Regions from separate parts of the Zea mays genome. Here all the other regions are linked to region 1. The links are chromatin contacts, called in public Hi-C maps. All regions are on one chromosome and are shown on one strand. The core of a region is the stretch at or near the end of the contact, and the rest is flanking DNA. Distances in the headings are between cores, read along the strand shown. Region 1 holds the start of LOC100282854. Region 2 has its middle 110 kb from the start of LOC103632238. Region 3 holds the start of LOC100279629 (Zn-dependent exopeptidase superfamily protein). Region 4 holds the start of LOC100278270.

What was found. Hi-C and Micro-C count contacts between places; a contact is called where the count stands out from the background.
Region 2: a Hi-C map of ear shows a contact between it and region 1, with 3 times the contacts expected there. The contact joins the enhancer-like site here to the promoter of LOC100282854 in region 1. A contact is called at or near these places in 3 of 25 Hi-C or Micro-C datasets (bundle sheath, ear and leaf).
Region 3: a Hi-C map of leaf shows a contact between it and region 1, with 6 times the contacts expected there. The contact joins the promoter of LOC100279629 here to the promoter of LOC100282854 in region 1. A contact is called at or near these places in 4 of 25 Hi-C or Micro-C datasets (bundle sheath, ear, leaf and 1 more) and 1 of 3 datasets of contacts at active chromatin or transcription factors (leaf).
Region 4: a Hi-C map of ear shows a contact between it and region 1, with 2.6 times the contacts expected there. The contact joins the promoter of LOC100278270 here to the promoter of LOC100282854 in region 1. A contact is called at or near these places in 4 of 25 Hi-C or Micro-C datasets (bundle sheath, ear, leaf and 1 more).

The regions. Positions count from the first base shown.
Region 1 is chr7:33,590,652-33,597,208 of Zm-B73-REFERENCE-NAM-5.0, reverse strand. LOC100282854 reads left to right here and starts at 1,991. Exons shown (of 6, transcript NM_001291620.1): 1 at 1,991-2,349; 2 at 2,481-2,597; 3 at 6,312-6,446; 4 at 6,528-6,557. The coding sequence starts at 2,218.
Region 2 is chr7:33,868,071-33,874,415 of Zm-B73-REFERENCE-NAM-5.0, reverse strand. No RefSeq gene overlaps it. Among protein-coding and RNA genes, the nearest start is that of LOC103632238, 110 kb to the left of the region's middle. Within about 2 kb of position 1,820, at least 9 of the 20 cell types and tissues checked have an H3K27ac peak or open chromatin away from gene starts, as enhancers often do. A contact at or near this core is called in bundle sheath, ear and leaf, where this site is marked.
Region 3 is chr7:33,221,334-33,227,706 of Zm-B73-REFERENCE-NAM-5.0, reverse strand. LOC100279629 (Zn-dependent exopeptidase superfamily protein) reads left to right here and starts at 2,029. Exons shown (of 21, transcript NM_001152625.1): 1 at 2,029-2,379; 2 at 2,469-2,554. The coding sequence starts at 2,134.
Region 4 is chr7:34,012,117-34,018,577 of Zm-B73-REFERENCE-NAM-5.0, reverse strand. It overlaps LOC100278270, which reads right to left and starts at 1,738. Exons shown (of 3, transcript NM_001151600.2): 1 at 1,294-1,738; 2 at 717-874; 3 at 1-606. The coding sequence starts at 1,368. The coding sequence ends at 510.

The DNA.
Region 1 (6,557 bases), core at 742-3,241:
AAAACTAGCATCAGGTAGGTGCAAGCAGTAAATGTAACCCTACCTTTGTGTCCCCTGCTTTTATATTGAGAAACGGGCGTGAAGAGGCGAGAAGCGCAAACAAGTTCATGATCGCGGGAAAACGTGTTTTAACCTTCTCGCTGTCCAGTGGACCGCATGCGTGCTTCTATTTATCCCAAGCGCTTGCTTTTACCTTTTCCACAACGTGCTTCGGGAAGATGTTTTTCGGATCTCCGGCACAAGGACTCCCAATTATCTAAGCTCGTTATGAAGAAATGAACTCATTCCACAAAGGGCTACTGTTGGGGGCCTACTTTGCCGAACATCCTCAAATTACCTCGCCTTTGGCTTAAGAAAGTGTGTTTCAGGTGCTATATGAAGGACATACGAAGTTGGCCTTCGACCGAAGCAGCCTACGAACGGCTTCACTCGAACGTGTATGTGACGAAGGTGTGCACAAATGCCACCACCTTCGGCGTTAGAAAAGGCTTCATGCATGAAGCAAGGAAAAGGGAAGCGTTGAAGACTTGTGCGGCAAGAAAGAAAGAGAAAAGACGCTGATGCCCCTGTGATACTTGTAAATCATATTTGTAAACCTCGTGGGTATGCTTGTAATTTCATACGAAGTTGTACCTCTTTCTTATAAATAGGTGAATATTGTCATGCATAAATTCACCTTTTGAGGGCCATAAGCTTCATGTAGCTCAGCCTTCGAAGTATCTTCGAGCCACCGTTTGTGCAAGGCCGAAGGTATGCTTGTAATTATATGTAATATTTCAAGAGATGGAATGATAAATGCTAAGGCATGAAGATGAATAATATGCTTTGTCGTTTTTCATTCCTTTTTCATGCTCATTATGATACACATAATTCTATGTTACACCTCCTCCCATAAATTACCCTTGAAGGAAGAGTATATAAAGGGAGATGGTATTAATCTTCTAATTTGTGTTGCCTCGCTTTGATTCCATATAGCAATCTGAAGCGAGTGATCAACATTTATGTAGATAAAAGGTCAAATAATAATCTAAAATAAGCATATAATGATCTATTTATGGATTATCATATCTAGGTACCTAGATTATATAATCTAATATAATAATATGTGTTGTTTGTTTGTCTTTAACTGAGGTTCTGTTTTTTTTCTTTCAGGATTATATAATCTAGTTTAAATATTATATAAGCATCTAATAACCACCTTTGGATTATCATAATCTAAGTACATATAATCCACCTAATAATATTTGTTGTTTGTTTGTCTCTTAACTTATTTAAGTTGGATTATATAATTCTTGTAAACAAACAATGCCTTATTTAAGCTGGATTTATAATCACAAATGAGCGCTACCGGCAAATCCGTCCGTCGATCCTCTGTACTAGGAATGGCAATGGGCTTCGATCCCCGGGGATTATGAAGTTTCTTTTCCCATGTGAATGTATACGAGGAAGACTTCTCTCCCAACAGGTAAACGGGGATGGGATAGGGACGGGGAAGCATTCCATCCCCATTCCCTGTGGGGATCGTTAAACTCGCATGTGACAATATTTTCGTGTAATAGTTAATGATAAAAATAAGGGAAATTTGGATCCATACCATTAAAGATCACCACTTTGGATCTATACCATTACTATCTCACTTACATGTGGGTCCACATAAGTCAATGACATGTGGGGTCCATGGTATATATCTAAAGTTTGGATCTTTTAATGGTATAGATCCAATTGTTCCTAAAAATAAATAATTTTCTTGTCAAAAGTTCACTAATTGTACAAATATGTTTATTTTGATGTATATATAATAATTTCTTACATTTGACAATGCGTAAAAGTAACAATGTTTTTATATTAATAATAAAAGAATTACATTATAGTTATAATTTAAATGGGGACCCACAAGGATTAGGGATAATAAAGAAATGTCCTCATGCGATTTTTATTTTTATTTTTATTTATTTTTTTGCCGTAACGATGATGAGGAGCGCTATTGTCGCGGGAACTGTTGCCATCCCTACCCTATGGTTCCGATGAAGCGCCAGAAAAGAGTCCACATGACCACATCGGTCTCTCCGGTTCTTTAATTGCGCGCCAATCTGTTTTATATATACGGAGAGAGCACTCCTGTTTTGTTGCAAATTCTATTACTAGCTGCAAAAGGGCGTGTTTGAGACTAGCGGACCGACCTTGAAGTTGAAGTTGAAAAGGTCGGCCTGCGCGGCGATGGATGTCAAGTGCCGGCGTCTGGAGGGGAAGGTGGCCATCGTGACGGCGTCCACGATGGGGATCGGCCTCGCCATCGCCGAGCGCCTCGGTCTGGAGGGCGCCGCCGTCGTCATCTCCTCCCGCAAGCAGGTCCAGCTGAGCCGGAAAACCTTATCGCTTATTTTACCCTCCTTGCTTGCTGTCCTCGCTTTGGGATTTCCATTACTGCTCTCTCTGATTGGGGGTTTCTGTGGATCGATTGGGGTTGCGGGGCGTTGCAGAAGAACGTGAACGAGGCGGTGGAGGGGCTCAGGGCCAAGGGTATCACCGCGGTTGGTGCCGTCTGCCACGTCTCCGACGCACAGCAGCGCAAGAGCCTCATCGAGACGGCCGTCAAGGTCAGAGTCTTTTAGATGGTTTACATGATATTGTCAGATCCCTGTTGTTGCTAAGCTATCCCATCAGCCCTCCCTGCGGTCAACGTTTTGCGGAAGAGCCTAGAATTTTGTCTGGAGTACATGTGCATCAAGAACTGCAGTTAACACTATTTCCCCCCTAAAAACTTGTTTTTTTTATCATGGGTTCATAGCTTTATTACTGCACAGGTCCAGTCAGACCACGAGCCAAAAGGCTCATTACAAACTCTTGGGATGCGGTCAGTCCAAACAGCAGAGTGACCCGGATCCCAACTTACTCCAAATGGTTTAAACTGTGAGCACAATTATTACATGAGCTAGAAGCAAAGGACTAAGAGCAAGGTTAATAATGTAGCCGACTGCTGGCTATAAGCACCTTTGCAGCCTCCTCAGCCCATCTGTATAGTAGTTAGTTCTTCACTATGTCTCGCTCACAAAGCTTCTTGGGTCTAAGTCGGTTGTAAGTTTACTACCCGCTTCTTCTCTCTTCTCTTCTCTCACTTCTACCTCAACATTTATCCTATCCTGATTATAACCTCTTATTATAATTGCTCTAAAAGGAGATATACACTCTAGTAAAACTAGTTAAAAATCAGATGACACAAGATAGTGAAGAGGGTGCCCTCTGGGGCAGGATCATAGGTTCTTGATTTCAGGGCCGTCACAAGCATAACGGTCACCATTCATATACAAAATTCAAAATTGTCAGCAGCGCCTGTAGTACACCCCTGCAAGCTTCTGCTTCAGCACAAAGGGCGTCATGTAATGACTTAATTTTTCCCGCTCCAATTGCTAACCCAAGTACCCAACACCACTGTGGTCACATAAAATGAATCCCCACCCACCTGTTTTACTAGCACTGTTGAAGGCTCCATCGATATTCAGTTTTACCCTCTTGGTACAGTGGAGGACACCAGCGCAAACTAGGCTTTTGAGGCTTTGGCTGCTTCTTCTGATGTAAGGAATTGGTCTCTGCAACCATGTTTGTGATTCTATGAATCACCTCTTCGTAGGGTCTTGCAAGTTCTCCAGTGTTAATCTTGTGTTGCGAACCTGCTTGATTCTCTCGCTGGATGCACAGATCAACTTTAAGAAACGATGGATTCATAACCAAATCTCACTGTATACAAGAGTATTCGAGATACAATTTGTGGTAACTTGGAGGAGAACTGGAGGTAAAGACTAGGTAGCAGCAAAGAAGGGGAAGGGGATAAGAGGGAGAGCATCAGGAGAAGGGGATCAGAGAGAGAATGAGGAGGATGAAGTGGTCGCAATCTTCTGGTTCATGTTCTTTGATAATCCTTTTGCTGTTGCAGCTGCTCTCCTTGTAGCACTGATCCTTTGGTTGCATGGGCCGAGAGCATGCTCACCTAGCCCATTTGCATGCTTGCATATTATGAGGCCCAATACATGACATCTTGTTTCTCTCATTCCAACAGTTCCATAACCATAAGACTAAGATTATGTCCAGTCAATGTTGTTCTTCCATCCATAAAATATATTTGACTACAGCATAAGCAAACTCTAAATGGAGCAGCTTCAGGTGAGTATTCTCCAATTGTAGTTGTCTCTAACACGGTGACCGGATCTAATCTGAAGAGGCGCCTGGGAAGCAGAAGAGGCTAATTAATATTGGCTCCAGGTGCCTGTTGGACTACCCTGACCGGATCTATGTTTATTGGCCGATCGCCTATTAAGGCGATTAATCACACCATTTCGACGATTAGTCGGACGATAAGGATGATCAGCTCTTCTGGTCGAATCGACTCTTGTAATCGAGTGCTTAGAACCGATCAGACCGACTAATCGTGACTAATCACGATTAGTCGGTCGATCTGAAATCAGTGCCAACTGCCAACACCTCCTTACCAGTTTGCATTTTTGTAAGCAATGTCATCCATCTTCATCAAATTTAGAACAATGTTTTCAAGTTGTCCAATTAATCGCGATTAGACGCGATTAATCGTCAAAGTCGGTTTGGACCAATCACGATTAATTTCCCAAGTCATCCGACTAATCGTGATTAATCGCCCTAGTCGGTCAGCCAAAACGACCAGCAAGTCGTCCGACTTGAAAACATTGATTTAGAAGCCATCCCATGTCTCCAGATTAGGCCAGATTTCAACGCCTGCAACTCTCGTGCAATTGATAACAGGTCTTCAAGACTAGGAGATACTGGGTTCTCTTTCACCTTCAAAATCTGACCATCAGAAAAGTATTTAGCTCTCAATAGTCAATACTTGAGCAGACAGGGATTCAGTATTCATTAGTAACCTTCATCATTGCCTAGCAAGCACGACAAGGTTAAACAGGTGTAGATCAGATCTCTGTACCATATACCACCTTTATTGTTCCTGCTTGCCCCAAGAAAGGCAGTGCATTTTTATTGTCACTGTCTTGCTGTGGCCAGAAGGATCTACGAAGCATTGTACATTTGTACTAATCTCGTAACAAGGAGTTTTTGTCAAATAAAAGCAGGACATGACCTAAGTGGGAATAGCTTGAGCAACAACCTTCGAGAACAGTTTTTCCTTCCATCCCTGAATTATAGCCCAAAATCGTACTTTGAGATAGACAAAGGTCTTTGACATTGGTTTGCCCATATAGATAGGAAGGCCCAAACATTCCTCAGTTCTTGCTTCAGTCCTAATAACCAAGTGCTGACATAAACTCCCTTTTATTCACTTCATTGGTATGCTTGCTGATTCTCTTTATTGATTGTCTGTCCCGAGCAGCAACCAAGTCTTACAGTGAAAGTACATGATGCAGATGATGTGGACTCCGTTCATTTGCATGCAGGAGAAACAACGAATCAATCCGTGAACAAAAGATGGTTAATGCTCGGCGCTTGTTGGCATAACTTTACTCTGGTCAGGTCCCCCTTGCTTCAGCTGCATGAAGCAAGGATGAAAACCTTCAACCCATATTAAGAATAGATATAGAGATATTGGATCCCCTTGCCTTAAACCTCTTGTTGGAATAATTTCATCAGTTAACTCAGCATTTTATTTGACCTTATACGGTATTGTAGAGACACATCTGACATCTCATGACAATATATGAACCAATCTTCCGTCAAAAGCCAGTTTGATCATCATCTTCTTAAGGAAGGGCTGCTTGCTTAAATCATTTCTTGGTGCAGTGGCATTGCCTGAACTAGGAAATGTGGATTCATGGTTAGTAAGGCATTGATAGATGCAACTTTAAATTAGGTAATAGTGAAATCTGTTTGTGCAGAAGTGCAAATAATGGCACAAGCACAATAGAATCGTTTGTATCAAATGAAGAACTAAGACAACCTCAGTAATAAAAATGTCTACTGGAGTTTCACCGATGAGTATAACACTTCTTTATTAGCTGATTCAATAGCTTCCCAAGCCAATGAACAGTAGTGTAGCTTATCTTTATCATGTGTATGAAGCCAAAAGATTATGTGTCATTTTTATTTTTATCTTCTAACATTCAGGTTGATGGCTAACTGAACTTACATTTATTTTGTCAATATTTTGACACACAGGGGTCATACCTTGTCTTATTTGTTTGCATCTAAGGAGTACCTTTTTCATTATCTCAAATGACTAGTTTTGTTGAGCATGTTGTACAGTGTTTTAGTTTCTGTTCATGTCTTATATACTGTAAGGCATTTAAGGACGTAGTGATTCTTGTAATAGTAATCAACTGATTGTATTGTTGCAGAGCTTTGGGCACATAGATATTCTTGTCTCCAATGCTGCCGCAAATCCTTCTGTAGATAGCATACTTGAAATGAAAGAGTCTGTTCTCGATAAGCTGTGGGATATTAACGTCAAGGCTTCTATCCTTCTTATTCAGGTGAGCAAATTCTTCCACCTACTTAACATTCTCTACCAACAAAGTTGTCATCATTCTCTTCCACTACCAAATGTTTTTCAGGATGCTGCTCCTCACCTACGGAAGGGGTCA
Region 2 (6,345 bases), core at 571-3,070, 280 kb before region 1:
CAAGAATAAAAGCACATTACTTTTTAGACCACGCGGTTGGATTAAATTACACATATTTTACCAAGCATATTTTATACAATATACCATCACACCAATTACTAGGAAAGAAAATCGTCGATCATATCCTACTTCAACATTATCGATCACAAACATAGATGACACTAACTACTAGCGCAGGACATCGATTTCAGCTTTCGCGTACTAAACACAACTAGCATGGATAGATTTATCGATAATTGCATAAAATACTAAATTTAACCTACGCGTCACCGAAATACTACACTCTGCAAAATAGAACTAGTTCGAATATACTCGGCAACTAAACTCCTCAAAGCACACCTCACATCGTTGACATCTTTAACTTAAACTTTATACGCAAACTAAGCGTCTTATTTCACGATCATAAAATCAATAGTAAAAAAATAGTAAATCAGCTCACCGTTCCAATAGCTGACTCGAATCCGCGAGATCGGTAATGATTCTTCGATTTAGTCAACTTGTCGAGCGCTTGGTAGATACTATCCGAACTTCACGTACCCCACCATCCAACCTTTGGACATCTTCTCTTGGGGATTATTTTGTCAGCACGACTCCAACTCGGAGGCATCACGTAGGGACCGACATCGAGACGGAGTGACCGAACGATGACGGCAAGACAAAGGAAATAGGAGCGCGCTTGTTCGTCAACTAAAACCCACGCCAGACCGAGCAAAAAGCGTAGCACCGTGACAAAGTGAGCGTTCCCACGAAAGAGCACAACCACACAGACGCGGCCAGAGACTCTGGCAACGCAGCGACTGCGAGTTGGAGCGAGCTGGGCACACGGCGACTTGAGGAAGTTGCGCACGCGCACGGACTCAGGAAGATGGGCGGATCGACACAGTGGAGCAGGGCGCATAGCGAGCTGAGGAACGACGGTGAGTTCGAGACTTGTAGGGTCGAGCACGACAAGGAGTTCTGAGGGTCGGCATAAGCAGCACGAAATTAGAAATCAAATCATCAAAGTCGAGGAGCACGTCGTGGGTACAACGTGGGTCGACGACGAGGTCCATGACGAGCGTCGCAAGGTATGACAAATAGGAAGGAGGCGACGCACTTAGGCGAATTGGCGGCTGGAGGAGACAACGCCGAGGGAGATCGACAACCGATGTCGAGGAGCGGCTAGTGAGGCACGACGATTTGACAGACAGGGAGAGGAAACTGTGGGCCTGGGGGAGCAGGACGAAGGAGCTCCGAGCAGAACTTGGACGAACTGGGAGGGAGTAGGAACAGCCGAACAGGGAACCGGCGCCAGGGAGATTCACAGCTGGGCGCGCAGCAGAGAGCGGAGGGAGATGAGCGCGCCATGGGATCGAGCGCAGCAGGGAGATCCAGTCAGGCGCCATGGGAGAAGACACGAGCAGGGACGGCGCGGGCGCGTCCACGACTGCTTCATATTTCCATGAAGCAGGACCTCGGAGCGGCTACGGAAAAGATTCGAGCTGGGCGCGACACCAGGAAGCTTCACAGCCAGAGGGGCGCGGCAAGACCAAATCCAAGCAGGGAGGAGGCTCCGGCCCTGGATGGAGCAAGGGAGGGGCGCGTGTAGGGGCTCGGCTGGGCGAAATCCAAACAGGGCCGAGCGCCATGGGAAGTTACGGGCGAGCTCTTCGCGGCCAACAGGGGAGCAGTGCGCGCGGCGAAGGGAGCAGCTCCATGGCGAGGGTGCTCAGCCAGCAGAGGGAGAGGGAGGAGCTTGGGCGCAACGCACGGGTGGATGAAGCGCGCGGCCATGGGTGGAGTAGAGGGAGACTCGACAGAGAGTAGCACGCAGGGGATAAGGAAGAAGAAGCGCGCGGCGTGTCAAAAAAATCAGGGAGCAAGGGTGCGCGTGGGAGATGAAGACCAAGGCGACGGCAGCAGATTTTTCTCCATGTGAGGCGGCTAGAGATAACCACGGCGTGATTTTTCTCCAAGTACAGAGCATGCTGCCAGGAGACGCGCGCGCAGGGGAAAAGATCAGGGCACGACAACAAGAAGCTACGCGGTGAAGAAGATAAGGAAGAGAGGTGGCTGGGGAAAAAAATCTGCGGTGAGATAAAGCGGCGGCAGATTTTTCTTTTGGGATTTTTAGAGACGAGCAAAGAGTCGATGAGCGATACGGCAAACGACTACACATATTATTTTCTCGGATCACGAAACAGAAAATCCGAGGTTTACGATTCTGACTAAATTTCGTTTAGATAATTTTTGTGACTATGCCGGCCACGATATAAACGGACCAGATTGACACGAGTTCGGCTTCGATATTTTAATCTGCTCTGCATGATTCGATCGAAATTAGCCGAAACCAGATTCGCTAATATATACGTGATTTTGTCGTCAAAACAGCGTGCGGACGGGTAAATTGGGTCATAAACTCGCGCATGATTTCTCTCAGACAACGCGCGATTCAGATTACTTTGCCCCGAACATTTTAGTCGTCGAGTTCAAATTAATTTGCCCGGAATAAAAATCGCAAGAACAGGCCGAGCTTCCGAATTCGTATTCGCGCGAGCAATGAATTTTAAAGAATCACCGGACGCACCGATTTTTGGAATAACGATGTTTTGAACATTACGAAAATTTAGGACGAGCCCGGATAGATAAAAACAAAGTCAAACTCGCGACAGGCAGAACAGATGCGATATTAAAATCGCGATAGGCGAAGATGCTTAAAATTTAGCATATGTTTTATCCATTGATATTACGTGCTTAAATCCATACTCGCTGTCGCGCGGACGGTAAACACCTGGGGTGTTACAACCCTCCCCCTTAAAAGAATCTCGTCCCGAGATTCAGAACGAAAGACTTCTAAGAGTAGAGAAGCAGGTAATCCCATGTCCATATCAGTGATAACCCTAAGACAGTCCGGAGCGAAGGCGAGTGTCTCAGAATATGGTTTCTCTAGTGGACATATCATGTATCGCCTTAGGCTAATTTAGAAATGTCGACCAATAGAGACGATGTCTGCCAGAGGAACACATAAGGTTCCATGTGTGCAGTTTGCTTTTTCTGATGACATTGTACTATCTGAGTCTGTTGAGCGAGCGACAAATACGCAATTTTACCCAAACAGAATCAGATGCAACCTCTTGGGTAAAACACACAAAAGGAGGTTTACCAACAAGTGGTCATTTGAGGAATTCAAGTTCCAGGAAGATAATAAAAATTTGAGGAACGCATTAGTGAAGATGATCAACAAAGGTTGACTTCACAATCAATCCACTTTATCAAGCACTAGGCATGGCTCGACTTGATCACACATGCTGGAAAAGCACACGCGAGGCGATCAAGGCATGACTAGGGCGATGATTAAGTGGATATCCGTCGACTTAACTTGATTGATTTTTTAGTACTTTCTTTGGATGGTTTGAACCCAAGTGAGTTCAAGCAAATCAATACAACGATCTCTAAACTCAAACTTTGTTCACAATGCAGTTACAAGTTAGTAAAACCAACTTGTTGAACTACCTTTGACATTGAGCAGGTCCTCTAAGTACCATCGGTAAGCCAAGGGTTGAGAGTTCACTTTGGTTAACGGGGGATCATGCATTTGGGTAGAAATTCATTTGGTCATGTTGTTCATCCATTTCTTCATGCGAGATGAACCGACTTAGTTCAGGAATACATGGATTACAAAAAAGAGCGAATGAACAAACTCCTGCATTTCAGCAGCAGGGGAAAACCAATCTCCACTTTGAGAGCTAAATAGCTATCTTCCAACACTAAAAAGCTTCAAGGCTTCACCTTTACACAAAGGATGCAAAGGGAAAGTGTATGTTTGAAGTCTCCATCAAAGTCAAGGAAAAAGAGACCACACATGGAAAGTGGTATGCCCATTTGATCCAACAGAGATGATAGATGTTGCTTGATTACTCGCCAAACAACATAGAAATTGTTTTAAGGGAAGGTCGACAGAAGATCACACATCAGTGTAATTCCATAATGGATCATGACCAGAGACCTTGATACCAGCATCCGACGAGTAACACAATCATGTGTGCGCATTCACAGGAGGCTCTCAGTTTCGCTGCGGCACCATAAGTCATTAACCATGACACCATTACCGAACAACACCAATAATGAATCTCACATGGTAAGAACAATTTGTGTAGAGATAACATATTGATATAATCTCATAATGGATTACAACTACTAACCGCAATACCAGCGCGTGCCGAGCAGCACAACCATGTGTGCGCACACACAGAAGGCCCTCAGTTTCGTCACAGCACCATCGGTTTTAGTCATAACACCATTACCAGACATAACCAATAAGAAATCTCGCGCCACACGAATAGATTGAACAAGGGTGACAATATACAAAGAGATACTCCACCTGTAAGAATGGTTACAAGTAGAGAGACAAATAGATCATGGCTCGATGAAATGAACAAGGCATGACCATAACCTAAACTTAATGAAAGGAGTACGATGGGAGACTATTATTTCAGCCCAAGCATATTTCTATGCCCATCGCAGAGATTACAAGGTCAAGGATTAGTATCTGATTAGATACGGAGGGAAAACAATCAGAAGACTAAGTTGGTATGCCTTCGATAGATATGGGGAAACCAAAGGCATCAAACTCAAGAAAATGATCGGACAAAACTTTCCTAGGTTAGGTTGATAAAGCAACATTGCGATCCTTCAGAATAGGCAAACTAAATAAGGTACATCGGCTTGTGCCAATAAAACAAGGGCATGGTCTAAGATGGAAATATGACAACTAAAACGACACAGAGTAAATAGCGAGAACACAGACTCGAGATCCTAGCTTTAAGTCTGCTTGCATTTTATGTCTAACAAACAGATTATTAAGCATGCATTGGCATGAGTTTGGACCATGGAGTGATAATAGAAAATTCAAATTTGGGTCATGGTTCACCAACTAAAAACATGGCCTAGTTTTGGGTTTAGGCAAACAGGTCACAACCATTCTATCGACACATCAAGTACAAGAGCAAACACATATAACACCTAAACAGATTACCTAAAGAATGGAGGACAGCTATTTCATCAAAGTTCATAATACAACATTACACCACATTATCTACAATCACTGGTTACTGGAATAAAGATGAGAGAAGCATTTTGGATGTATAGGTGACAAACACGATGCAACGATCAGGATGCATGCTCGTCCTATACGTCCTCACAATTTTTTGCCAACATAATGTGGCGATAGCGTTCTATATCGGTGGCATACTTGCGACTCTCACGATATTTTGCTAATCGTCAGCTACACATACGTTTTTGAGGTTAGTGTACCTGCAGAAAATTCTATCACAACCCAATTTCCCATGATGCAGTTCACACATGACAATTTATCACAGTTTATACTCCATATATTTCTATATGGAGGCCAGCTCATCATTAAGCGTCGAGCCACGCATAGACGCCGTTGCCATACTTTAACCATAGGGCAACTCATTATGGTAACTCACCTTCTTACCTAAGCGTAGGTGTGTCGTTACAAGTACATTACACTTCTCAGCATGCCCATGTGTGTATACCCATACACATCCATGGGGTACTGGATTCCCAGAAATTAATTACGCCACATCGCAGCCTTCATATATACATATGTGGAACATGTATATAATCAAGCGCTTTTCATACTCTTCCCTAGACCGACGATTGTTCGGTCATGCTCTCACATCTCACCTTACCTTAGTGTCGATCCATTCAAAACTGAATGGCCTCAAAAATAACATTACACATGTATGCAATACCCCCGGTTGTGGGTTAGTGGTTTTTCAATAAGCCACCTGATAGTCCTTAGTTTAGGGCTTAACAGAGGATGTCGCTAGCATTATAGCTTTCAAATCTGTTTTTCAAAACCAAACAATGTGTTTAGTTGAAAATAGGTTTTCTAAAACCAAAACTTTTATTTTGAAAATATGTATGTGACCGTAGAAACTTAATCCCGCTCCGATACCAGCTGTGGCAGAACCTCCCAAGTTATTGGGCCCACATGCACATGTCCTTGTCTCAAAGACCTCAGACGGCTATGCATGTGCACCAAATAACTTAACAGGATCCGTCCGAGTGTCCCAAGGACCCCGGATAAACCACTTACAACCAAGATCGCAAGATTAAGTAACACAAATCACACACACCAACAGTTTGCAGCGGAAAGCTTATTACCAAATTTTACAAGTTACAAAAATTTTACTTTGTACATGATCGGAGTGATTACAAAAGTGATTCAAAGAAATAACTTTGAACTGTTACAAGTTATTTATAGTTTTGAAATATATGCTAGCTCAAGTGACCATCCTCAATAAGAAGATAAAGACGGGGTATACTTATATAAGAAGG
Region 3 (6,373 bases), core at 780-3,279, 370 kb after region 1:
CCTCTGCAGCAAAATTTTGATGACATAATGCTGACCTTCAAAGCATAATGCGAATAGCTTCGTGCCAGTTTTTACAAGCAAAGGGAAGACCTTCGAATGGATTATCCTTAAAAAATTCATTTGAAGGTCGGGGGCTACACCCATTGGGTGCACCTCCGGTGCACCCCATGGATTATCATTCTAAACCGATATAGTGCCGACTTCTAAGGCGTGGGACAAGATTGAAAAGACCAATCCTCAACCGAGGTACAGGAGCGCACATGGAGATAATTTCTGGGGAAGACCTTCGAGTAGATTACCTTCTAAAAATATACTCAAAGGTCGGGGGCTACACCCATTGGGTGCACCTTCGGTGCACCCAATGAAGTTCAGAATCCTACGAGTCAAAATGCCGACCTCTAAGGCACAAGCACAGGACTAAACTTCGGTCGAACGAGCGATCGGAGCAAGAGAAGACAGTAGGAAGTCATTTTCCTGGACCTTGGATCTCTGGGTTGATTACCTCTAAATCAACCCAAAGATCGGGGGCTTGTGGGGGATAGATATCCCCCGGGTCCACTAAAGAAATAAAAGATCTCCCGAAAGGCCCAAGGGCCCAATAAATCGTAAGATCGTTCTTTCGTGGGCCTGGGGAAAGACGATCAACAAAGTGGAGAAGACGTAAGGCTGGATTGGAGCAAACCCGGACGGCCCACAACGTCGAACAAGTAAATCCCAACGGAGACCCGACTTTCCCGCGCTGAAGCCCCCATGCAATGGAGCCATGCGAGGATAAGTCGGCGAGGGTCACGTAGGGATAAACTCAGGAGATTCACTACCTTTCAGCTACTTGTTGTTATCATATCCACGTGTACTGCCCCACGGTCGAGTATATAAGGCCTAGGGGCACCCCTTCAGAACGATCGACCCTATTCTTGACCAAGCCACTCACGAAAACTCTCTGTGCCTTCAATCCAGAGAGCCCTCTTGTAACCACACTCGAATACTCACCAGGACGTAGGGTGTTACGCATCTCTAAGCGGCCCGAACCTGCAAATCTTGTCCACTGTCCCACGTGCAATCAGGCACGAACCATTTTGCTACAGTCGTTGATACCGTCCTACTCCTAGAAACACCTTGAGGGGTAACCCCGGGTGTGCGGTCGGACCCAAAACACCGACAGCAGCTGCCAGGGCAGAGTCTGTTTGGTTCAACTTTTTTCTAAAGAGTTTTTTTCCTGAGAATCTGGCTATGAGAAGAATCTAGATATGGAAAGAATATGAGTATCATGAAATTACGTGTGGAGAAAGATAAAAAAGTCCATAGAATTTATGTTGTAGAAAGTGATGATTTCCTATTATCGCAACGACTTGATCGATTATTTGTTTATGTTAATTTTGGACAGTTTTGACTAAAATGATTTTTATAGAAACAGACTTAAAAGCTAGATGTTTAATAATCTGCAACAACTTCTAGTGACAAAAAGTGAAAAAAGTTAAAACAAACCATGCCAATGCCGAGGTAGGGATTGGTGAGGCGTGGACGTCAGCTAAGAGGTTATTGGACCCGTGGGCCATACTTTTTGGCTGGGTATAGAAAGATTTTTGGCCTATGTCTCAGACCGTGGCCCGGGTGACCACCTAGGCTCAAATCCGCCGCTGCCCAAATCGTCCGATAATTTTTGCGATCCAAAATCCTGATGTGAACGTAGGCGAAGGTGCGAAGATGAAGATTTTCCTCCCAAAAGCGACTTGCTGAGTTGCTGGTCCATCGTCCAAACTGCCGGGCGGCTTCCGTCTCGTACGCTGCCCGAGTCAACAATTTCCGGCCGCGCAGTCTCGTCCACCTCCACGGGCCCTGGCACAGCCGCACGGGGCGTCCACGGTACCCCCTGTCATGGCGTCATCCCACCAACTCTGAACCAACCCGGGACACCCCCCCCCCCCCCCCCCCCCCCCCCCCCCCCCCCTCCGGTCCTCCGCCCCGCTGCTCGGCTCCGCCTTCCCCCAATAAACCGCAGAAAATAAAGAAGAGAAAAATTCTTCCATTCGCAGCAGCGGGTCACGAGAGGGGTCCCTACGCCCGCCTTTCCAAATCCTCGCTCGCTCGCGACGACCGCCGGCGGCACCGCCGAGGCTGACCCGCCTCTGTCCGATGCCCCCACGCGCGCCGCCGCGCCGGCGGCCTGCTCCCGCCGCGGGAGGCCCCGGCTTCGGCGACTCCGCGCGTGTGCTGCTCGCGCTGGCCGCGCTCTACGCCGCCATGTCGCTCCTCGCCTACCGCGTCATCCACATGCGCCACGTCGCGCCGCTCGGCGCCGACGCGCCGCGGGGAAACTTCTCCGAGGGACGCGTGCTCCAGCACCTCCGCCGCCTCGCTGTTGACATCCCTGGCCGCCAGGTCCCGGCCCCCACCCTTGGCCCCGCCGTTCGCTCGTGTGGCCTGGCGATGCTGATTTGTTTTTACTGCTTCTACTGCTGTTGCTGCAGGAGGGGAGCCCAGGGTTGGAGGCCGCCGCGCAGTACATCAAAGGGGAGCTCCAGGGTCTCGCCGCGCGTGCGGGCCCGGAGTACAGGTGAATCTCCCGTTGCCCCCTTCCCTGCTTCTTTCTGCACTTGTTCTATTCCAATCGGCCACGAATGTTTGTTGGAGCGCGTGCTCTGCTCTGGCCTCTGGGTACCAAAGATTGTGGCTCCACTGATAGTGATAGTTTTGCTGTTCTCGGGCGTTGGTTTGTGGTCCTTGCACGCTGGGTGCTCGACTGCTCGCTGGAATACTTCTCCTAGTACGGCATTAAATTTGGAGCAATGGAACCTGGGATGTGACAAAGTATTGGTTTCTATGCTTTGCTAGCTGCAGTGCAGCAGTATCTGGTATTCAGACTTTAATTCGTTTCTAAGATGCTGAAGTGATTCTTCTTAGGACAAAAGGACATGAAAGTGTGGTCCATGGCTCCAAGCAGAACAAGTAGGCCAGATCATGGTAGCTTGAAATTAGTATTTCAAGCCCCTCGTTTCACCAATATTACCAAGCCTAGCAGATCCTGCCATTTTCTTAGCATTGCATTACTAGTTGCATTAGGTTTTTGCAGTGGTTTATACATTGACTTGAGATAGCTGAAACTTAAACTCTAGTACTGGGTCGGTGGGTCCAATAATGCCCAAGGCACTGTAATCAAACTACTACATTCCATGTCCTTTTCTTTTTTACACATGTACTGTTGGAATGAATGCCTATAGTGGTGTGGTTTTTGGTAGGTGATGTGTTGTGATCCTTTTGTGGTGTGCACATGGGAGAATAGAGCAATAGAGAGGATTGTGGGAGAGAAGCATAGAATACGGTGGACGAACAGAAGGTCGGATTCCATTATCGGTCACTCTGGCGTGAGACTCCGCTAGGGTGCCGAAGGAATCGTCTCTCTGGGAGATCCTTATTTCTTCAGTGTTCTTCCTATTACATCCTACAATGCTTAAATACAGGTATGCACCCCTGACTCAATGGGAAAGCCATCTAACCAATCCAAACAAACTAGGAAACGACAATTCAACTCACAATAGGAAGCAACAAACTGACTCCTAACTAGGAAACAAACTATTTGAGTATCTCTGTTTCTAAACTTATTTGATTGCCAAATCTTAGCCACTTCTGTTGCTATTTCTTTCTTGGTTTGGTTTTCCTGCCTAGTCGTGCCTTCTTTGGTATTGGCAACCATAGAAAGACTCCATAACATTTCCCCTTCTCCAACAAATAGCTTGTCCACGAGCTGTACATCTGGAAATCTTCGTTAAGTTCTTACAACTGTTCCCATGAGAAATCTATAGCTGACCTGCCTATCCAATGCACCAAAACTTTCCACACTCTACTATTCAGTCGAGCTTTAATCACTTCTTCAGGGGCAGGGATGTTGTAATATTCAGCCAAACCTATTAACCTAGTCACCTACCTCAATAGCATGTCTCTTTGTGACTTATCTTGGAGTTGCTTCATTGTTACTTGGGCCTGAACCGGTTGATCCTTGATCTGCTCCAAAAATTCATATCTGTCCACCATTTGGTGATCCATCACTGCTATCCATGTGGACCCCTTATGGTATGGTAGTAATGTGGGGGGCTCTTTGCCATATATGACTTGAAACGAAGAACACTTAAGTGTAGTTTGAGAAGTACTATAGCAGAATTTAGTCCAAGACAACCATTGTAACCACGATTTAGGATGATCACCAACCAAACAACGGAGGTACTTAATGATCCTGTTTGTAATCTCTGATTGTCCGTTAGATTATGAATGGAAAGCGGAACTCATCAGCAATTTAACTCCAGCAAGACGAAACAATTCTAACAAAAAAGAGCTAGTGAAAACTGTATCGCAATCACTCACTATGGAGCAAGGAAACCAATACAGTCTGACAATATCTTCAAAAAAGGCTTTAGCTACCGAGGCAACTATGTAAGGGTGGCCAAGTAAAATAAAGTTAGCAAATTTGGAGAACCTACCTTAGCAAACTTTTCAATAAAATTCATGGCTATATCACTCCATACCTCAGACGGAACGAGAAGGGACTGCAATAATCTAGTAGGATGTTGGTGTTCTGATTTGTGCCGTTGACAGATGGAGCAGCCCCACACAAATTTCCTGACTTGTGTGACAATATGGTGGTTATAAAAAGATGCCCGCAGTCTGTGTAGCATTTTCAACACTCCTTCATGCCCGTAGTCACGTGCCTCAGCTAGAATAGTCGACCACAATGTTGATGTATATGGAACAAAAGCTTTCTTTTGAACAACAATAGATCATCCATCTCTGTCCATCTTTCTAGTGCTGTACCGTCGGCCATCTTGACCCTTACAACAACTACTTGTGAATCGGAAGAGTATCCAATCCACAATGTATCAAATAACTGGAGGACTGGGACCAAAATACTATGGATAGTCGCCCCTTCATCCTACCGTGACAATGCATGTGTAGATTCATTGAGTTTGCCTAGTTGATACTCTACCATTAAATCATCCCCGAATAACTTGCTCACCCATGTATGCTGTGGAATAGTAGATAGACACTGATCAAGGATGAACTTGAGGCTGTAGTACCATGAAGACACCCCCATAGGGATGCTAGTGACACACCACCTTGACGAGCACAATCAACTCTCGCTCGTAAGCTAAAAACTTCTGGTAGTGAGGTGCCATTGCTCGGCTAAAGAAAGCAATGGTGCCATTACCTTGGTGAAGCATCACATTGAAGCATGTACTGGATGCTTCACAATCTACGATGAAGCATTTGGAGAAATATGACATTTGTAGTAGAGGTGTTGTTGTTAGCGTCTGCTTAAGTTGGTCAAATACGAGCTCGGTCTCATTTGTTCACGAAGGCCTCTTGCTTCAAGAGCGTCGTAGCCACCTCCCCATAGCCCGCAATGAACTTGCGGTAGTATCTACTATCTAGTGAGCCCAAGGAAGCCCCACAATGCCTGCAATGATTGAGGGCGTGACCAAGCTTCCATAACTGAGATCTTCGCTGGATCCATGGCCATGTCGGCTGCTAAAAGATCTGACAAAGGTAGGTCGCCGATTCTGTGTCGAAAGAACACTTTGATTTCTTCAAAAACAAGTGATGCTTCCGCAATGCCTAGAGAACTTGTTTCACATGTTGCAAGTGCTCCCACCAGGATCAAGGACAAAAGAAGAGGACATTCAAAGTTCCCTTGATTTAATGGCAATTAGATGTCACAAATAGGAATTCATCGCCTAGTGTATGCATGCATGTGCTAAAAGAAGACATAAAACTGGGGAATCACTTAATAATATAGTTTAACTATTTATTGTTCAAAACTCAAAGTACCACATAAGAAAAAGAATGAAATGGTTAACGAAGAATGAGAGAATGAAAACGCTGAGTAATAAACAAGGATTGGTTTGCTATTTATGATGACGAAGAGCTGGTACAAGCCTTCTTCATGAAATGATCTTGCGATGGATGCAATTTACATTCCTAGATGGTACATAATAGTAAGAAAGTGGTGTGATGAATTAGTATCGTTTACTAGTCATTCTAAAACCGTTCCAATTCATTTCACATTTTGTTACCTAGAGCCTGAAAGTGCCTCTTGGGATAATGATTGAGCCATTATTTACTATCTCGTTGTTCCTTTCCATCTCATCGCACATCTCTTAGAGACCAACTCAATCGACTTGTCTAGCTGTACCCAACATTGTGTTGGAGAAGGAGTAACCACCCGTGGAAATTGCTTAAAACCTCACTCTGTAGAAGGGCCTTCCAATTTAAGATAAATATGAGTCTCTCTGCTTGGAGAAGAAGCGGATAAAAAAATAAAGCTTTCTTTATTTTCATTTTTGGATAGCCAATCAATTTTAAAATATAGTTGGGAGATTTTACC
Region 4 (6,461 bases), core at 489-2,988, 420 kb before region 1:
ACAATCAGGTTTATGAGGGTTAATAAAGAATAAATGAAAGGAACGATAGTCTGACACGACCATATATATTGCACAAAGACCATAAATCCTAATGTCCACTGATAAACGGCATCCATGTCGTATATGTAAGGGTTACATTGCATGCAAATCCCTTGGGCACACTTCTCCAAACAAAAGTATTGGTGATTTCTCTGGCAATGGAGTTCTTGTTTCAGTTTCCCTGGTGCTCATGCTTCTGCTACACCAAGTAAAAAAAAAAGAGCAAGCCCAAGGAAGAGGGAAAGCAGGCTTGATGTGCTCTGCTTGCAGCTACATCCCTTTTCACTACAGATTTCGACCTGGGTTTCCATTTGGAAGTACGTACAAAGATGTATGGTCATCTGTGCAAAATTGTGGTGTCTGAACTTCATGTCTCTGAAGTGAGTGCTGATTCTATCATGAGAGATAATGTCACTCTGTCCATTGAATGTTAAACTGCTTTCCATATCAAAAAAAAAAGGTGTCACTGATTAATTTCTCTTGTCTTCATCTGTGGCTTCTGTTTTGTGGATGCCCATCTCCTTCATCTGCTGTTCAACAGGCACGAGCCCAACTTCAGCCAGAAACCTACAGTACAGAAATGGCACCTTTAATTGATCATTCGTCAAACAAGAGTGAAGGCATTCACTGGGCGGATCCAAACGGGTAGATAGATAGATAGACAGACACAGACTGACCTGTTAAGCAGCACAAATAGCACGGTTCCAATAGTCACCAGCAGAAGAACATGTGCAACGATTACAAAGTTCTTCGACGAAAATGCTAGAGCAAGCATAGCCGTAAAACACAATGCAAGGAGCAAAAACGTAATCTTGAGCACAAACCACGTGGGAGCCTACACAATAAAGTAGCATGAATTAAACTTTCCTTTCTCATCAACGCGTGTAGTGCCAAAATCATGCAGAGGCAAGACTAAGGTTGAAAATGAGGCTCAGGGCATGTTTGGTTCCAAGAGACTAAACTTTAGTCCCTCTTTTTTAGTCCCTAAATTACTAAAAAAAATAGGACTAAAGAGGGGAGGAAATATGATTTATTCCATTTTAGTCCCCATATTTTAAGTAATTTAGGGACTAAAACAGACTAAAAGGGAGGGATTAAAGTTTAGTCCCATGGAACCAAACAGACGGTCAGTATAATGACATGATGTACAACAAAACACACTACATTGCACTCAAAACAAACATGACTAAAGCTGAATTGACATCAATAAGGAATATGCTGCAGGAATTATGCCATCAAAATGAACGTCCTTACATTGACACCAGACGACAATGCTCCCACCAAGACAGCTTCGGCAGATGATACTTCATTTGAGCGGCGCCCTTCCATTCTGTGTCCAAAATAACTATTACTAGCAGAAATTGGTAACAAAATCAGGTAAATGCTCCATGCTCAACCCAGGGTTCCAAAAAAGTGGCACTAAGCGCACGCATCAGCGCTAAGCAGACGGGTAAAGCTTCGCTTTGGAGCACAGGCGCTCCCAAAGCGGCGCGACCGCCTTGTGGAGCAGCAGCTGCTCGCTCCCGCTGCCAGCAGCCCGCGCGCGGCGCGCAGCGCAGCCGCTGGGGCCGGTACCGGAGGCGGAAGGAGAGAGGGAGGCACGCACGCAGGGTCACCGGACGGTGTGCCGTGTGCGGAGGACCGGAGGAGAGGGCGCGAGGGGATTGACGAGACGAGGGAGGGGAAGACGCTGATGCCGTTGCTGAGGGCGGCGGCCTTCGCTGGAGCAGTGAAAAGGTTAGGGCGAAGAAACGGAATTCTTTACTATACTTACCAGTTTCAACCGTGGCACCGCGTCATTATTTTACAAATAAATCGTCACCGCTATTTCAATTAACCCGATGCACGCGGCCAAACGGCGGCCCGGCACGGATCAGACGCCCCACGGGCCATAACTCTGGCCTAGGCACGTCATGTCAACACCTTTGATGAAAGAAGGGCAGGAGACACTAGGTAAAGTTGTCTAACCAGTAGAATGTCATGCTTATATATTTTTAATATTGAATATAAATTATATATATGTATATACGTTTTTTGTAAAATAAAAAAATATATAATCGTGTCGGGCCGGACCAGCACTACGGGCCGAGGCTACAACCTAAGCACGGCACAGCGTTCTTGGCTCTTGCAAGCATTAGGTCGTTTCTGAGATCACATTGGTGCAATGAACTCCATGGTGTTTCAGGTTGCTAAATTGTATGGAGCAACAATGATTTGTCACACTAATAGTAAAATGAAAGGTTATTTGTTGGTTTTAAACGTTAGTAATTGCTACGAAGTAGCATATTTTATATGGAGCACAACCAGTTTTTATTGATGCCTGACTTTAGCAATCACTCCATATTTTGATCTATCTTTTTTATAAGTTTGAGTTCATGTGACTTATTTTAGAAACTTGAGCTCACAAACTTTCTCTTATTTGGTCTTTGTATGGTGGAATTATGTCATTTTATAATCTCTATTCGTTCAGTCAGTCGTTGTGAACTCTATTTTAATCGCTCACTTCATTGGTCGTGTTGTACCAAGACATATTGAATGGAGTAAATAATAACATCAGCTAGCCAAATCAAAAAATATTATACTGAGAGTGGAGATAATAAATAAAAAATCTTTAAATCTTTTTGGTGAATAATTTACATGGGTATTATTGTAAGCCGTCGCAACGCACAGGCAACCGACTAGTAATGACTAAATGGACACCAAATAAAAATCTATACTCATACTATCTTTTAGTTTTATTTCTTTTTTATTTCTAACATCCTTTTACCAGTATAATAGATAATTTACATATTTAATATACGCTGGATGCTTTGAGTTCTGTGTAATAGTGTATTTCATGTTAGGCTATTCTTAATCTATGGTAAGTGGTAACATAATCATTTAATACATGTCAAGTTAGTATTTTTGAAGAGAGTTAAGAGGGAAGAGAAGAAATCTATATCTTGAGAGAGTGTTGGGACTAGACAAGTGGGCCCAAACACTTGGAAGAAATGGAAGAAAGTGAGACAAATGGCGCACGACGAAACTGGGAGCTAGATAGCTGAGATGCCTTGTCAAGCGTGTCCTATCTAGGGTCTGGACGGGGGTATTTATAGCGTAACCAAGGAATCTGAGCCCAAAGTACGCGCATAGCTTCGGTTACCTACCACATTCTCGGAATCTATTGTACAATAGGATAATTACGGAACAGTAACCCTCTAGACCTACATACACCGAATGTTGTACCACGTAGGGGGGTAGCAGGTGGGACCACGTGGCCAGTTCATAGTAGAGGACAACTCTTCGTATCTCCAAGTCTTGTACGCCTTCGTCCTGATAGTCTTCGACCGGTGGTATTCTCTTCGACCCCTATGAAGGCCTCTATGCATAGGCCTGGGCAACGCTTAGACCTCACCACGAGGGGGGTCGTTATCCTTCGTGCTTCCTGGATCAAGCCTCGGTGGTCAAGCCTTTGTGCCAATGCAGCCTCGCTTACTTGCGTTTGCCTTTGGTGATCACGTCGTCCTAGAGGCGAGGGCTCCTTCGACTCCTGCATCTATGATTAAGTTGGGTTTGTAGCTAGTTGTCAGTCGTTAAGAGTGATCGAGGTCTAGTTCGACCCTCATCCCAATAGAGATCGTGGACATTAAAACTTGAACTATCCAAGTGGACCACATGTTGTGGGGGATCCGATCCCCGGTCCCTAGAGCCCAACGATCAACTAGCACACTAGGGAAGGGACCCTGATATTTGGGACCACTGGTCAGCTGGAGGAGTTAGGTAACGTCCACAATCCTGACTATAAAGGGTCTAAGTTTACACATGTCCCTGTGTGTTTGTGCGGACCGTTCGACCATGTACGGTGGATCGTCTATAGGTACCAAAATGGGTTTGGGCAGGGACTGTGTGTTTTCAGGCGTTTGTATTGCAGACTGTCGGGTGTTTGAGCCTTGACAGTACTAACTACAAGTGGCGGACCGTCCGGCTTTGGAGGGTGGACAGTCCACCCATTTTAATATAACTTGGTCAGAGCTCAGGCAGCTCATGTCGCCAGGTCTCGAACCATCTGAGCCAACCTTTTTCTGACAACTCTGACAGGTTTCAAACGGATAATATAACCGTTACTTGTGCTATGGACCGTCCGGCCATATGGCGCGGACCGTTCGCATGTGCGTAGAAGATGTGCTACTTGCACATAACGACTAGTAAAGGTTGGGGAACTATAAATAGAGGTGGAGCTCGTGTGTGAGCTCTCTTAGCCATTCCTAGCACACATTGAGCACATTTGTGATCCTCCAACTAACTCCATCACACGCTTTGCTTGAGATTGCATTTTAGTGAGAGATTGAGAGCTTCTAGTGCATTTGCATCAATTGGTGATTCTTGAGGCACTAAGTGATACACCGACAAGCATCATCGACTTGTTACTCTTGGAGGTTGCCGCCTCCTAGACGGCTTTGTAGTGCTTCTGTCGAGCTCTCCGTGAAGGTTGTGGCAAAGTTGCGGTTGTGATTGTGAGGCGTTCACGCCTATCTCGTCGGAGCGACAAAGGCGACACTAGTGGAACCGAGGTAACGAGTGATTCCTTCTCCACTTGGCTCAAAGATCAAGTCGTGTCTTGATACAGGAGCAAGTGAGAGCTTGGAGTCCACCTCAACGTGGATTAGGGGTGATCGGTAAATCGTCGATACCACGGGGGAAAATCTGGTGTCTCTTTTCCCCTCTTGTTAATTTCATTGCTGGTAGATAGTGATTATTGAATTGTCATTCATTTCTAGCTTTGTTATTGTTGTTTCCCTTTAGTTGCTTACTTGTATTAGCTAGAGAATTTATATCTCTTATCGTATTCGATTAAATTTCTCTAGTGTTGTCGATTTTAGTCAAAACTGTCTAATCACCCCCTCTAGCCGGTGTCCTTGATCCAACAGAGACCGACCAATCATAAATAACCGGCCGCATTAACTGTGCATGGCGCTGAGCCAAAGCGAAGGCACCGGTCCGCCTTCCACTCATGACCTACGAACCTCTTGGGACGCAAAGCACTAATGACCTACCAGCCCCTCCAATTGTGGCACATTTATAGCCCACACATCCCCCGCCAGGCGGTGCACTCATGACCTATCATGACTAGGCCTGAGTGCGCAGACCACTGGCCGTCCCCTCCTTGGTCTATAAAAGGAGGAGGTCGGCCCCCGGACATAAGAGCCCCCTTTCTCTCGGATACACGACAGACCCCAGACGAGGAGATGCCCAGAAGGACCGACGAACATGAGGAGGACCCAAAGACCGGATGCTTGGTGTAGTGCTCCATGCGCCTAGGGGTCCCTTTTATAGCCCCAAGGGACATAGGAGTCGTTGGAGCTCTATTTGGTAGGCTTTGGTTGCCTTCTGTTCGTGCACACCGGACAGTGAAGACTGTACCGACAGAGAATCGCGTGATTGACTGGTTTCTAGTTCTAGGGGGCACCAGACCGTCTGGTGGGTAGGGATGTAATATGGTTCGGAAAATATCCGTCCGGATCCGGATTCGAAGATGGTGAACACTGGTTCGGATGGAATTTTCGGATATTCGGACTTTTTTTCGGATAACGGATACGGATACGGATATTTTGTTCGGATATCGAATTCGAATACAATATGTCTGATATCCGTCGGATATCGAATATCCGGATACTTTCTCGGATAAATCTTCTCGGATATCCGGATATCTTATCCGGATAGCTGTGTGCATTTTGTTGATTTTTTGTAGAAAGAAATTAATAATACACAAATAGCCTCAAAAATTCATGAAAATTTATGGAGGCATATCATATATCCACATATAATCCTCCAAAATATTTGGACCATAAAATCCATAATATGATAGTGTTTATTTCATTTCACTTTCACTTGTTGTGTGAATTACACGTGAAATCACTCTAATTATCCAAGTTCACTTTATCATTTTCATGTGGAGACTTGAGGTTATATTCTTATAGAATGTTTATTAGTTTTGGTAACTTATTTGCATTTGATGATTTTATACAAAATAAATTAATAACACGCACATAGGCTAAAAATTCATGATTTTTACAAAAAAACGTGACATATGTACACATATAATACTAAAAAATGTTTGGACTCAAGGAGTGGATACATGATTACAACCATGATATGTGTGGAATGATGTCTTACACGACATCCGACAAAAAATTCGTTACCGACAATATCCGTGTCCGACTAGTTCCGTATTTGATACACACCTATCCGTATTTGTATTCGAGAACATCCGTATTCGTATTCGTATCCGAAGTTATCCGTATTCGAATTCGAATCCGAATAAAAATATGAAAACAAATATAATTTCAGTGATATCCGTCCGTATTCGATCCGATTACATCCCTACTGGTGGGTGGCACCGGACTGTTCGGTGCTCTAGGTGACCGTCGGCCTTTGGCCGACGT